Regions from separate parts of the Bicyclus anynana genome. Here region 2 is linked to region 1. A link is a contact called in public Hi-C data. All regions are on one chromosome and are shown on one strand. The core of a region is the stretch at or near the end of the contact, and the rest is flanking DNA. Distances in the headings are between cores, read along the strand shown. Region 1 overlaps LOC112043482. Region 2 holds the start of LOC112043449.

What was found. A called contact is a pair of places that touch in the nucleus more often than the background predicts.
Region 2: a contact with region 1 is called in a Hi-C map of whole larva, with 3 times the contacts expected there. The contact joins the promoter of LOC112043449 here to the enhancer-like site in region 1. A contact is called at or near these places in 2 of 2 Hi-C or Micro-C datasets (whole body and whole larva).

What each region holds. Positions count from the first base shown.
Region 1 is chr12:3,405,554-3,412,335 of ilBicAnyn1.1, forward strand. It overlaps LOC112043482, which reads right to left. Exons shown (of 7, transcript XM_024078902.2): 3 at 6,742-6,782; 4 at 4,710-4,829; 5 at 3,727-3,889; 6 at 2,691-2,819; 7 at 1-2,187. The coding sequence ends at 1,962. Among protein-coding and RNA genes, the nearest start is that of LOC112043483, 16 kb to the left of the region's middle. Within about 2 kb of position 3,733, at least 6 of the 8 cell types and tissues checked have open chromatin away from gene starts, as enhancers often do.
Region 2 is chr12:3,504,703-3,511,484 of ilBicAnyn1.1, forward strand. LOC112043449 reads right to left here and starts at 4,162. Exons shown (of 2, transcript XM_024078856.2): 1 at 3,985-4,162; 2 at 115-362. The coding sequence starts at 4,161. The coding sequence ends at 183. It overlaps LOC112043481 (sorting nexin-4), which reads right to left. Exons shown (of 10, transcript XM_024078901.2): 10 at 6,715-6,782.

The DNA.
Region 1 (6,782 bases), core at 2,483-4,982:
ACGTTGAAATTTAAATTGTTCAATTTACTTTTACCCGTGAAGTCTGACACACTGCGTAGAATGTGGGCAGTGAAAAAATATCGAAATATGGTTATTTTGATGGTTTCAATAATTTTTTACTGTCTACATCCCCATGCGCGTTGCAGACTTGTAGATTTACGAGTACTTGACCGTGTGTGACTGGCATTAGAGTTTGAGGTATTTTGAAATACGTAATTTAATATGCATGTAATATAAAATTGACTTTATTTGTTAGTGAAATTTAATAGTGTTTGAATTAATAATATTGACTTAATATTTTACTTTTTATTACTATTGAACTTGAATATTTAAAACGTTTTATTTCGAAATCACAAGTTTATTATTTCATTTCTGTAAGTCTAGTAATATTTTTTTAATGTGTTTTATAGACGGTAGTATATTTCAACCTACCCACAGGTTATACGATGCGACTCGGTCCTCGGGTGAGTCAGTCATGTTTCAACCGCAGTTGAGAGCGGACATCCCTAATTATTATTATTGGTATGGGATTAAGTAATTTCTTGAAACTTAAGGTGCAAAGACACTACACAGACTATTTCAAACTATAATATTGTGTCAATTTAATATGGTGTGAAACTAAAAGTGACAGCAAAAAAAATATTGTTTTAAAAAGTTGCTACTACTCAATGAGCGTTGTGTTTATTTTCGCTGTATCTAAGTGTGTTGTGAAAAACGATGTGTCTAAGTAATAAAATATTGCTTTTCTATATCGAATAAATAAACTGTGGTGAAATTAATAAGCGATAGCGGAAGACCAAAGTGATTGAGCAGGTTCGAAACTGGTGTTTTTTGTATAATTATTTATAAATTATCGATAAAAAAAATTTTAATTCAGGGTTATTATGTCAAATACCGGGAGGATATAAAATTATTATGGTAAAATTAAAAATACTATTTTATTCATTAGATCCTCAATTATGAATTAATTGTAACGTTATAAAAATGTTATTTATAATGATGACTATAAACGAAATGGTGCACATATAAACGAAATCAAAGAAAGATCTACAAAATATCATGTACCTTTAATAGAGTAAGTAGGCATGTGAAACTTCTGCAAAAATCTTGCAGAAGTTTCAATGTTTATTTTGTTGTTATGTCCATAGCGCACTCTATGCTCTATGAGTCTATGACATAAAGTTCCGACTGTTTCGAATATGGAATTACGAAGTTGCCTATTTACTAATTGGTATTCTTCTGCGTGTTTCCTATTTTTTTCCAAGTTATTACATGAGATTTAGATAAATATGAAACGCCACATAACTTGGTTTAAAAGCTTTAGTTACTCACTTAATCCAGATTTCGATTTTTGACTTGAGTTTTAAAATCCCAATTATGCAACCCTTTCATAATCTGCAATTAATGATTTTGAACACACATTTCAATATGATTTTAGGTATTTTCAAAATAACCCTGCCCATTTTCACATCAATGGAATGGTCGTTAAGACAACCGGTCAAAGTAAAACACACAAAATACACTCAATAACTAGAATTATTACGCATAGAACTAGTGTCAATAAACGTACAAAGCTTTGACTCCACTTAACATCACTATTGTAGTTCTAAGCATAATAATTCTTTGCTCAATAACATAATTACAAAAGTTCCATCATGAACGTTGATCACCAAATGCCACTAATAGACAACCAAATTTTGGTCGGACCGTATTAGTCTAAAACTCAAAATTAAATGATGGCCGACAAAGCTGAGTCCAACTTTAGTTTAGACAAAATTCATTTATCATACACACGTAAATAACACGCAAGTTATTTACCGTACAATTTGAGCTTATATTGCGTGTATGAAAAAAAAAATATTTTGTCTATGTCTCCTGTTAATTACTTATAATACGGACAGCCATTCCAAATTTGAACACTGATTTGTTTAACTATACTTCTTTTCAAGTGTCTTCTTTATTTAACCTTTACCTTCATTCGGTATAGCTATACACACTGTCGCAGGTCTCTTATTGTCTTTGAACACCGTGGAAGGTGGGGCACTTCGCGATATCTCGTCTGTGGTGGTGAGCTTGCACTCTACCACGCGGTAGTTGAAAGTTGTGGGACCGCAATCGAAATCCGAATGCGGGGGCACCAAGTTTGGAATATTCTCGACTTTTGACTCGTCCTTGAATGGCGGGCAACTGGAAAATGAACACAAATACACATGATTAAATAGTAAAAGTGTGTAATATTTCGTTATTAATTTGTAGGCTTTGCTAGCGGATGGTAAAATAATATTACCTGCTAATACTTAATAGTGAGCCGTGATAGCCAAGATAATATGATCCCTGCCTTCGATTCGGAGGGCCTATATGCATTTTAAGAAATTAAGTATCACGTGTTTCAAATAGTCAAGGTAACATCGTGAATAAACCCCCATAACTGAGAATTTTCTTGTTTCTTTACGTGTGTAAAGTCTGCCAGGCCATAGGCCAGCGTGGCGGACTATTAGCCTAACCCCTCTTATTCTGAGAGGAGACTCGAGCTCAACAGTGAGCCGAATATGGGTTGTTCATGATGACTAATACTTATTATTGAAGTTATTATTCAACTTTAACATAGTTATCAATTTTATTAAAATAAAATCCCAAAAAAAAAATAACGCTAATGGCTTTATTATTATAAATTAATATACATATTTTACCTCATAGGCGGCGGAGTCGGTGATCGAGACAATGGGAAGCTAGCTACTTCTCTGGAGATCGCTAACGACTTGATCGATCCGAACGTCTGTTCGGGGCTTAAGGGCGCACCCAGTACTGACGCCATTCCTCTGCAAAGAAATAATGATACGATATGTTAACACACACAGCAGTAATTAGAGAAACTTTTAGGCTTTAGAGAAGATAGTTCTGCTGCGAGCAGATGCATTTTTATCGACAAAAAAAAGATGGAGGTTCTCGATTAAAACGTATGTCATACTTGACATTATTACGCGATTAGGTATGGTTCAAATTCAAAGGTATGTAACATTAGCGTGTTTAGCCGTGATTCCGTTATTTTACACTCGTCGATGAATCTTTCGCCAATAACGTGTTTATTCGATTTTTAACTTTGTTTATATGGAAACTTGGAAATCTTGCTTGCTTGCTCTTGCTATGCTATTGCTATGCATATCTTGCTATGGAAACACCGCTGTTACTTTACAGAATGCAGGCGCTGATGGCTCAAGCTATGGTAAAGTAAAGTAGTTGCCTAAGAATGACGGGCTTAGCATTTTGAAGGACATGGCTGTTTGCAAAACTGCAAAACCTGCGCAGCTGTCATAACGAAGGGCATATTGCAGCACGTCCGTAAAACGTATTCCTTACATATCCTGCGAAATGTTGCTCTGTATATGTCTAGTCGATGGTTTGCCATTAACCATAAGGTGTATCAATTGCTTGGTTTTTCATTAGTATTAAAAAAATATAGAAGCGTGCCACAATTGAATCTCGTCTGGTCCTTTACTAATCACGGGACAGCACTGTTAATCACACAACAGAATCTTTAGGCACTAAGAAGGGTGAGACAGCGCGCGCGGCGGGGTGTTTCGCCCTCGATCATGCGCCCTATTCCGACGACTGAACACTATGACAGTCATACTGCGCGTGCCGGCGACGCGGGCTCCGTGGTGCAAACAGCAGGGAAACTCTCCCTAGAGCATGCCTCCTACTCTGACCGATCACTATGATACTCACACAACAGAGTCGCTAGGCACTAGGAAGGGTAAAGGCGGCGGACAGGGTGCGTCGGCGCGCGCCGGTGACGCGGGCTCCGTAGAGCGCGGGCAGCGAGGTGTCTCACCCTCCTCGATCATGCCGAGCCAGCCGCGCAGCCAGCGCCATAGACCTCCTGGGCTACCTGGAATTTGAAAATGAATCTATTAATTTAAATTGTGGTGCGTGTATTAGGAGTCAAAGGTAGAGACGAAACATCTTAGCATGCCATGCATTAACCGAGCAGGTGTCGATCGGGTTGATTTTCAGAAAGAAAATCTCCGATCAGAGTTCGTGACCTTAGACTAATTTATTTAGGGTTAAGAAGCTCCATTCAATCGATGAACACTCCCCTTCTCCGTTCTTGTTGTTCTCCCTGCCCAGAGACGTTTCAGTCAAGGGCGCGTCTAGTGTTAAGCCATTAGTCTTGATACTTTGTAATTTTTGGGACCTGGGATTTTTCTACTTACTACTTTAAACCCATAGCATTATCTACGCTATATTTACTAGCATATTGAGTGTAAGATTTGGCGAAGGTATATAAAGTTTCTATGACACGCATCAGCATTCAGCTCAGACCAATTATAGTATAGGAAATGGCTCGCTAAGCGTTACTTTTCTGTCAAATATGATTAACGATCTAATGTAAATTTATAAAAACTGTCTCTATAGTATCGATGTTTCATAGTTGTAATCGTGTTTGTCGGTTAAAGAGCTCCGTATAATACTTTTTTGTGTAGTTGAATGTTGTAAAAAACAGGCAGAACCTTCTAATTTAGTATAAGATGTATTTCAAATATGTAAATGTTAACTATCCCTAAGAAATAAAAATAAAAAATAAAAATCTAAGCTCGTTTTTCTCAGAAAATGACAGACAATTTTGTTCGTGACTATGAGTGCGATACAGGTCCTTCTATAATTGGTCTGAGGTTTGAGGCCTTCATGCATACATGAGATGTACTCACGTGAATATTTCCTAGTGCTCTGCGGGCTGAGCGGGTAGAAGTCCCCGTGTATGGGGCAGTGGAACGCGAGCCGGCGCTGCCGGCGTTGGGCGGCGCGCATCAACATGCATAAGACTATTCCTGGAAATTAAAATTAGGGTTAGCATAATATCCAAAATCTGAAAATCAGCGCTATATATACCTGCGTAGTAAACAGAACTTGACAGAATATAAATTACATCATTAATTTACTCTTTGGTGCATAGATATAAATATATAATTTAAGTGAAGGAAAACATCGTGAGAAAACCTGCATGCCAGAGAATTTTCTTAGTTCTTTGCGTGTGTGAAGTCTGCCAATCCGCACTGGGTCAGCGTGGTGGACTATTGGCCTAACCCCTCTCATTCTGAGAGGAGACTTGAGCTCAGCAGTGAGCCGAATATGGGTTGATAACGAACATAGATATAAGTATACGAATTACATAAAAATGTATATACAAGACTGAAGTAAAACATCTTTTAAAAATAAAAAACATAGCGCCATCTATGACCCGCAGATATAACTTCATCGCAACAAGTACAAAAGGGATTGTTTCAGTGTTCTATAAGAACGCCATCTACTGGTACTTTAAAATAACAAAGACTGTTTCACTGTGCCTATAGATGGCAGCATTTACAAAGCTTCGCCCGATTACACTTTTCTTAGTGCATTCATCATCTTATTCCCCAAATCGAGCGTACAATAAGAAGTTTTACTTCATTATTACAAAAAAATACTAAAAAAATTCAATATTCTGTCATTCCATCTATATCTAAATCCGTTAACCCTAATCTATTTACCCTAGTCATAAAACTAGGGTTGCCAATGCTAATACCACATTGAGGATAAACCCAGATTTGTCCTAATAACACTCGGATATTGAAGCTCAAGGTTCTATAATATGTATTATTGTGATTGTATTCAGGAAATGTTACTTTGTTGATAAAAATGCTTCCTTTATGTATAGTACGAGATCCGACATAAGAAATATAAACCCTCATCTGTTATATTTTATTTAGGATAACAAAATATATTATCACACTAGCTGACGCCGCGCGGTTTTACCCGCGTGGTTCCCGTTCCCGTTGGAATATCGGGATAATATATAGCCTTTCTCGATAAATGGGCTATCTAACACTAAAACAATTTTACAAATCGGACCAGTAGTTCCTGAGATTAGCGCATTCAATCAAACAAACAAACAAACTCTTCAGCTTTATAATATTGGTATAGATTGACACATTGACACGGGACAGGTAGCTGCAGCAGCGACAGAGATTTTACCAATACGCTGTGGTAGAGGAAACACCTCGAGCAGGTCCCAGGACTTGTGATCTCGAGAGTAGGTTTAAGGGATCCCTTTAGAATACATCAACACTCACCTTCTCTGCCCGACATGTTCTCCATGCCCACACTAAACAATTTATGATAAACAATAATTATATCACAACATTATTGCACAAAATCACTAACTAACTGGCAGCGTGACGGTATCTACGCTGCCTAACAAACAACTGAGCTCAAGTCATTATATACCCAATTATTTATACCAATACGGATACCTCTCCTCTACAATAACATAAATGATGAAAGTTATTACCACCTGTAATCGAGGAACTTCTAAAAACATTGCAAATAGGTTGCCTAGTTAAATTGTGGCGGTTACTGTGAATATTATCTATCATTTATTTCTTATCACTAATAAATAACAGATGGGAGTATACATTATTTCTAATGCCGGATCATTAAATACAATATTTGTAACTAGCGGACTAGCTTTTTTATCCACAATATAATTTTTTATTGAGTATTGATAAAAAAAAAAGAAAGAAAGAAAGAACGAATTGATAACCTCCTCCTTTTTTGAAGTCGGTTAATAATATAATATATTTAAGACGGTTAGGTAGGTAGATGTATTCTTGCATGATTTAATTTATGGTATGAGATCAGTTTCATAAAAAAAGTTGCTAGCATCCTTCTACACTAAAATTTGCCAAGCGACTTTGAACCTACCAGCTAACGTCATAAGAGCGCCGGCGACGATGCACACGGGG
Region 2 (6,782 bases), core at 2,912-5,411, 100 kb after region 1:
TAGCTTTTAAACAAAAAACTGCATCAAAATCGGTTTAAAAGCTACTGCAGTCAATGTGACAGATATGTTTAAACAAACAAACAGAAAGAAAAGAATAAAAGGTAATCTATTTATTAAGAGTAATTTTGTGCCTTACCTACATAACTTATATTATATAAATATTAATTAAAGACTGTCATTAGTTAGATATCTTTTTTGTTTTCCTCAGTTTCTTCAGTAGGTTCTACAATTTCAGGTATGTTTTGGTTCGAGTTTTCTTCCGAATTTCCTGTAGTTTTCTCGTTTTCCTTCGTTAGTTCATCGAACTCCTTTTCAGCGTTGATTAAATCTTCTTCAGTTATATTTAGATCCGGAAATCGTGCCTTGAAAAAAAAACATTAAGTATTTATTACACAATTTAAATAATTGGTTCTTATTTCGTTGCTCAAAACGACCCAGGTCTTTTAAATCCGTTAAATAAATAAATACAATAAATACTGTAAAAGCTACTGGGATTATCGAGAATGTAAATGGACTAAACTAAATGACAAGTAATGAATAAACAAAAAAAAGAAATTCAAGAGCCTCAATAGCTCAACGGTAAGAGCGGTCGGACTCATCACCGAGGGGTGGTGGTTCAATCCCCGCCCCGTTGGTCTATTGTCGTACCCACTCCTAACACAGTCTTTCCCGACTATTTGGAGGGGAATGGGAATATTGGTCATATTAAAAGAAAGAAAAAAGATATCGCAAATATTCTTTTTAAAAAAAAAAACATCGTCGACTTATTTTCGTCTTAATGCCCAATACTAGGCTCAAGACTACTCTGTCCTATCCATATGTAAGACAGAGGGATTTTCAGACCCATCGCTGCTCTGATGCGAGTAGTCATACCTAAGAGTACCATGATGATGTTTGGATCAATCGCTATTATAGCTTGGCAAGTTTGTTGATGACACTCCCATGATATGCGGGCGACGGGGGGAACGGACTGTGCGGGTGTGAAGTCGAGCGCGCAGGGGGCAGAGGGAAGGACTGCGCGGGCATGAAGTCGTGCGAGCGGGGCATCTCTACCCCCCTCCCGGCCCGTTTCTTCCCGGGAAGCGGGTGCCGATAAACGTTAAACGCCGTAAAAGTTGAAAACATTCTACTTAATAGGTCACTGTCATATTTATTATCAGCGAACGTTTTTGTTTCTTTTGTGAGAAACCCTTCATATCGGACCTCCCAACTAATTTTGATATAGGGCCCCAGCAAGGCACGCTACGCCACTGGTCTTCAGTCCACCTAGTGGGTGACCAGTACTACGCTTTCCGGTGCGGGGTCGCCATTCCAGCACCTTGGGTTTCCATCGTCCATCGGCTCTTCAAACTATATGCCCTGCCGATTGCCACTTCGCGACTCGCTAAGCTATGTCAGTGAATTTGGTTCTTCTACGGATCACCTCATTTCTGATTCGATCGCGCAGAGAAACTCCAAGCATCGGTCGTTCCATAGCCCTCTGAGTGATTTTGAGCGTACTTATGAGGCCTATCCTATTTGACCCTGCTTGGGCGACCGGTTTATCACCGATATGTACCTACGCGCGCGCGCTTGGTTCCCGCATGGTCGTCTGGTCGTCCACGCGTTCCCAATCGATTTACAATTTAATTTCAAATTAAATAGAGATAATTTTCGTATGAATTGAATATGAGGTTATTCTATAGTTAACGACCTTTGTGTGAAAGAGCTTGTAAACTAAGCCTATTTAAAAAAATTAATTTTGACTTTGACTTTGAACTATATCGCGAAGGAAATATCTGGAAAAACAAGTAGTAGGTAGTTAAGTAAATATTTATAACTACAACTGCAATCTTATACTTACCTACCTACTTGATTCGATAAGATATCATTGTTAGTATTATTATCTCTTGGTACATACCTATTAAGCTCTTTATTATTAGGTAACTACCTACTTACTTTACTCTTAAAATTTCTAATAAACGTCGTCGTTATCAACCAATATACGGCTCACTGCTGAGCTCGAGTCTCCTCTCAAAATGAGAGGGGTTAGGCCAATAGTCCACCACGCTGGCCCAACGCGGATTGGCAGACTTTACACACGCAGAGAATTAAGAAATTCTCTGGTATGCAGGTTTCCTCACGATGTTTTCCTTCACCGATTGAGACACGTGATATTTAATTTCTTAAAATGCACACAACTGAAAAATTGGAGGTGCATGCCCCGGACCGGATTCGAACCCACACCCTCCGAAATCGGAGGCAGAGGTCATATCCACTGGGCTATCACGGCTCTTCTAATAAACGTACCTACTTAATAAATAATACAGATCTATAATGAACCCTTACGGTTTAAGCAGTGCATGTATGTATCTATGGACTGCGCGGTACCGAATGAAACTTCCAAATATAATGCATCGCGTCTGCCCCTGTAGCCAAGTAGCACGTCGATTCTCTTTCTATGATCGCAAACGCTTCGAAGTGTTCGTTGATAATACTCCCATGATATGCGGGCGACGGGGTGGAAATACTGCGCGGGTGTGAAATCGTGCGTGCATCAGTCGTGGGTTTTTCATTCATCGCTACACGCCCACCGCCCCGCGCGCCAAATTGGGAGTGTTACGAACGAAGTTGTCAGACTATAATATATTTTGTAATTTCTTCTTGATTTTTAATTTGTTTTTTTGTTTTTTCAACTGAATAAAGGATTTTATTATTATTATTATTATTATTATTATTATAATACCATTCACCGACACGCACGCAAATATTCTGGTCATAACGTAGCGATGCAAGGGCTCCCGTTTCGGGGTACATAAAACGGCTTATGTATCCTGTGACGACATTATCTACGAGTCATAAATATAATATGCGCGTACTAGTCCATTTACTCGCGCTCAAAACCGACAAAATACTCGACATCTCTGTTTAATTCCCTCGCTACTTCCCACGCCACTCGTGCACTGTGCAGGGCGGGTTAGTAACAGTCCTAGCCTAGCACCATATTTACAGCCAACTCACGGAGTTGACCGTTTCTATGGCATTCTGGTATAGACGTTAGTGAAGTCGAGCGCGCAGGGGGCAGAGGGAAGGACTGCGCGGGCATGAAGTCGTGCGAGCGGGGCATCTCTACCCCCCTCCCGGCCCGTTTCTTCCCGGGAAGCGGGTGCCAATAAACGTTAAACGCCGTAAAAGTTGAAAACATTCTACTTAATAGGTCACTGTCATATTTATTATCAGCGAACGTTTTTGTTTCTTTTGTGAGAAACCCTTCATATCGGACCTCCCAACTAATTTTGATATAGGGCCCCAGCAAGGCACGCTACGCCACTGGTCTTCAGTCCACCTAGTGGGTGACCAGTACTACGCTTTCCGGTGCGGGGTCGCCATTCCAGCACCTTGGGTTTCCATCGTCCATCGGCTCTTCAAACTATATGCCCTGCCGATTGCCACTTCGCGACTCGCTAAGCTATGTCAGTGAATTTGGTTCTTCTACGGATCACCTCATTTCTGATTCGATCGCGCAGAGAAACTCCAAGCATCGGTCGTTCCATAGCCCTCTGAGTGATTTTGAGCGTTTTTTCAACTGAATAAAGGATTTTATTATTATTATTATTATTATTATAATACCATTCACCGACACGCACGCAAATATTCTGGTCATAACGTAGCGATGCAAGGGCTCCCGTTTCGGGGTACATAAAACGGCTTATGTATCCTGTGACGACACTATCTACGAGTCATAAATATAATATGCGCGTACTAGTCCATTTACTCGCGCTCAAAACCGACAAAATACTCGACATCTCTGTTTAATTCCCTCGCTACTTCCCACGCCACTCGTGCACTGTGCAGGGCGGGTTAGTAACAGTCCTAGCCTAGCACCATATTTACAGCCAACTCACGGAGTTGACCGTTTCTATGGCATTCTGGTATAGACGTTAGTTGACCCTCCATCCCCCGCTCTTGCCGAGGGTTAAAATTAAAAAGAGAACAAAGACAAACCTGTAGATCCTTCAACGTGTTCTGAATGTTCTCCTGCTGTGACCGCAACCGCCTCGGCAGTGTGAAGGCGGTGTGGAACAGACGTAGCATGATCCAGCACAGCGCCGCTAGAGCGCCGTATGTGAACATCGACTTCAGCATAGCCCAATAGTCCACGGACACTTCTTGATGCTTCATTTTTCTCTCTCTCCTCTTTTCTTGATGCTCTTTATTACTGGTTTAGCGGCTCTGAGTTCTAGCCCTTTTGAGCCTAGTATCACTTACTCTCAAAACACAATAAGATAGAATACAGGATTACCGATAATTGCCCAAAACAATTTTAATATCAACTCTCGAAAATATTATTCCAAGATTCTGTTTTTTAGCTTTTAGCTAGCTTTTTAGCTATCAAATTATACTCTTTCAGATATTAATAATTCATTGTAATTTTTCAATGAATCCAAGTTTTCAAGACAATGTTTCAGAGATATTTATTTGGTTTTACAATAATTTCAATTCAAAAAACACATCTTCTAAGAACCCACTATAACATTAAATATAGGAATTAGTCGAACTATATATCTGTACTTATATTTCTTGTTTAACGGGGCACATATAGTAACATTTCTATTTTTTGATACTGCGATGTACCTATTCGTTTTATGGCATTAAAATTTTCTTTGTAAAAATATAAGTACTAAACCGTAAACACCACAAAAAGACGATGCTCTTTAATGACAGTTGGTGATGGTAGTGACCCATTTCCTATCGATTCGCGGTGGACACGACGTACATACAAATTATTCATGTAGCAGAGGTCGCCAACAATTTCTGTAACGTGACGTTTTGAAAAAAAAATCACTACTCCCTAGTCTACTTATAATTTACTCAATACAAAACTTCAAACCAAAACACTAAACTAGTCATACAGGTCGTTTAGAAATGTTAATGCTTCCAAATAGGTCTGAAGTACTACGAATAAAACTTTTTAAATAGGTACCTACCTATACGGTACAGGAGAGGGGTAGCAATGCACTGCGCGCACGACTTCAGACCCGCTCGTACGACTTCAGACCCGCTCGTACGACTTCACACACGCGCAGTCCTTCCCCTCCCGCCGCCCGCATGTCATGGGAGTGTCATCAAAGAACTTGCCAAGCTATATAAAGTATGGCATTAACTAGGTACGTACATACTAGAGATGGGCCGAGTACTCGGTTGATACTCGGTACTCGGCGTACTCGGCGAATTTTTTGATACTCGTACTCGGCCGAATAACTCGGTCGGTGAATGCCAAGTATACCTTGTTTAAGAAAAGCATTATTTAGGTACATAATATAATTAAAACAACAGTGTTAATCAAAAAGTATTTATTAGTAATTTATGAAATCTTTGAAAATCTCAATTTAATTTAAATAAAATTAAAATTAAAGATTTAAAAGAACAACTGAGTTTCTCGTTGCTCTTTTCAACAGGAGACTGCGCCTTCTGAGCTGGTGGTAGAGTCACTACAAATAGTCAAACTTGACGTTTCAAAAGTGCTTGTAAACTAAGCCTACTTGAAAAAAACAATTTTGAATTGAATTGAATTAATCGGCCGAGTACTCGGTTGAAAAAAAATTGACCCGAATAAAACTCGGTACTCGTTACTCGGTAAAAGTGTTACTCGGCGCATCTCTAGTACATACAATACATATAAAAATTTAAAAATTTCGCACACGTTCAAAAATACAACTTCTTTTTTCAAGACATTAGAGGTCCAAAGAATACCAGCGTCTTTTTTAGACAGATTGTATTGGTCGCTTAGGTAGTCTACCTAAAAACCAACAGTTTGCGATATATGCGATCGATAGACAAGCAAGTGGCAACCGATTAAAATGGTTTCGTGTGACCATAACACACTGTAGAATCATAAACTACTTAAATTAATAATACTAGAATGGAAAGCGATAACTTTATTTTTATTCTATCTATAAAATTAAATCAATAACTTCTACTTAACCACAGGACGTCTATATACCACTTGTATATAGACGTCCTGTGGTTATAGGTCTTATATAGGTCTTTTTATAGTATCTGCAAAGTACTTGACCCATCTATTAAGTATGGGGCACATAGTTCAAAAAGCTTATGGAAGTAGGAGTCCCAAGATGCTGGAATTCCAAGTTGTTGGTAGACCCCCCCCACCAGGTGGACCGACGACATCCAGCGGGAGACGCTGAATGCTGGCGGCTCGAGACCGTGGTGTTTCGAAGTTCACACAACAGGCATATGTCCATGGACGTCCATCGGTTGATAATGATGATTATGATGACCTATAATTTTAATTTCTAGTTAAGCTTGCATATAATTATCATCACCATTTGATCCATTCCTGAAAATAGGCCTGAAATTCGAGATTTGTGAAAAATTGAATATCTCGCTGATATAATGAACATATGGAATTTTTCGAGTTCAAGGCCAAAAAAACATCGCTGAAATATGAAAGGTGACCCAATGCGGATTGCAGACTTCACACTCGTAGAGAATCAAGAAAACACTCAGATCAGCAGGTTTCCTCACGGTGTTTATCCTTCACCGTTTGAGACTCGTTATAATTTCTTAAAACGCACACAACTGAAAAGTTAGAGGTTGTCCAGATCAGATTCGAACCTACGGCCATAATCATAGAAGATAGAGATCATATCAGTGTCACGACTCTTAAAAAAAGGTTATTTGATATTAATTAGAAAAAAATAACAAAAACAGGTATTAAATAAACGAGTATTTTATATTTAAATAGTTTTTATAATATAAAAATTTACATGTTCAAACTGTAC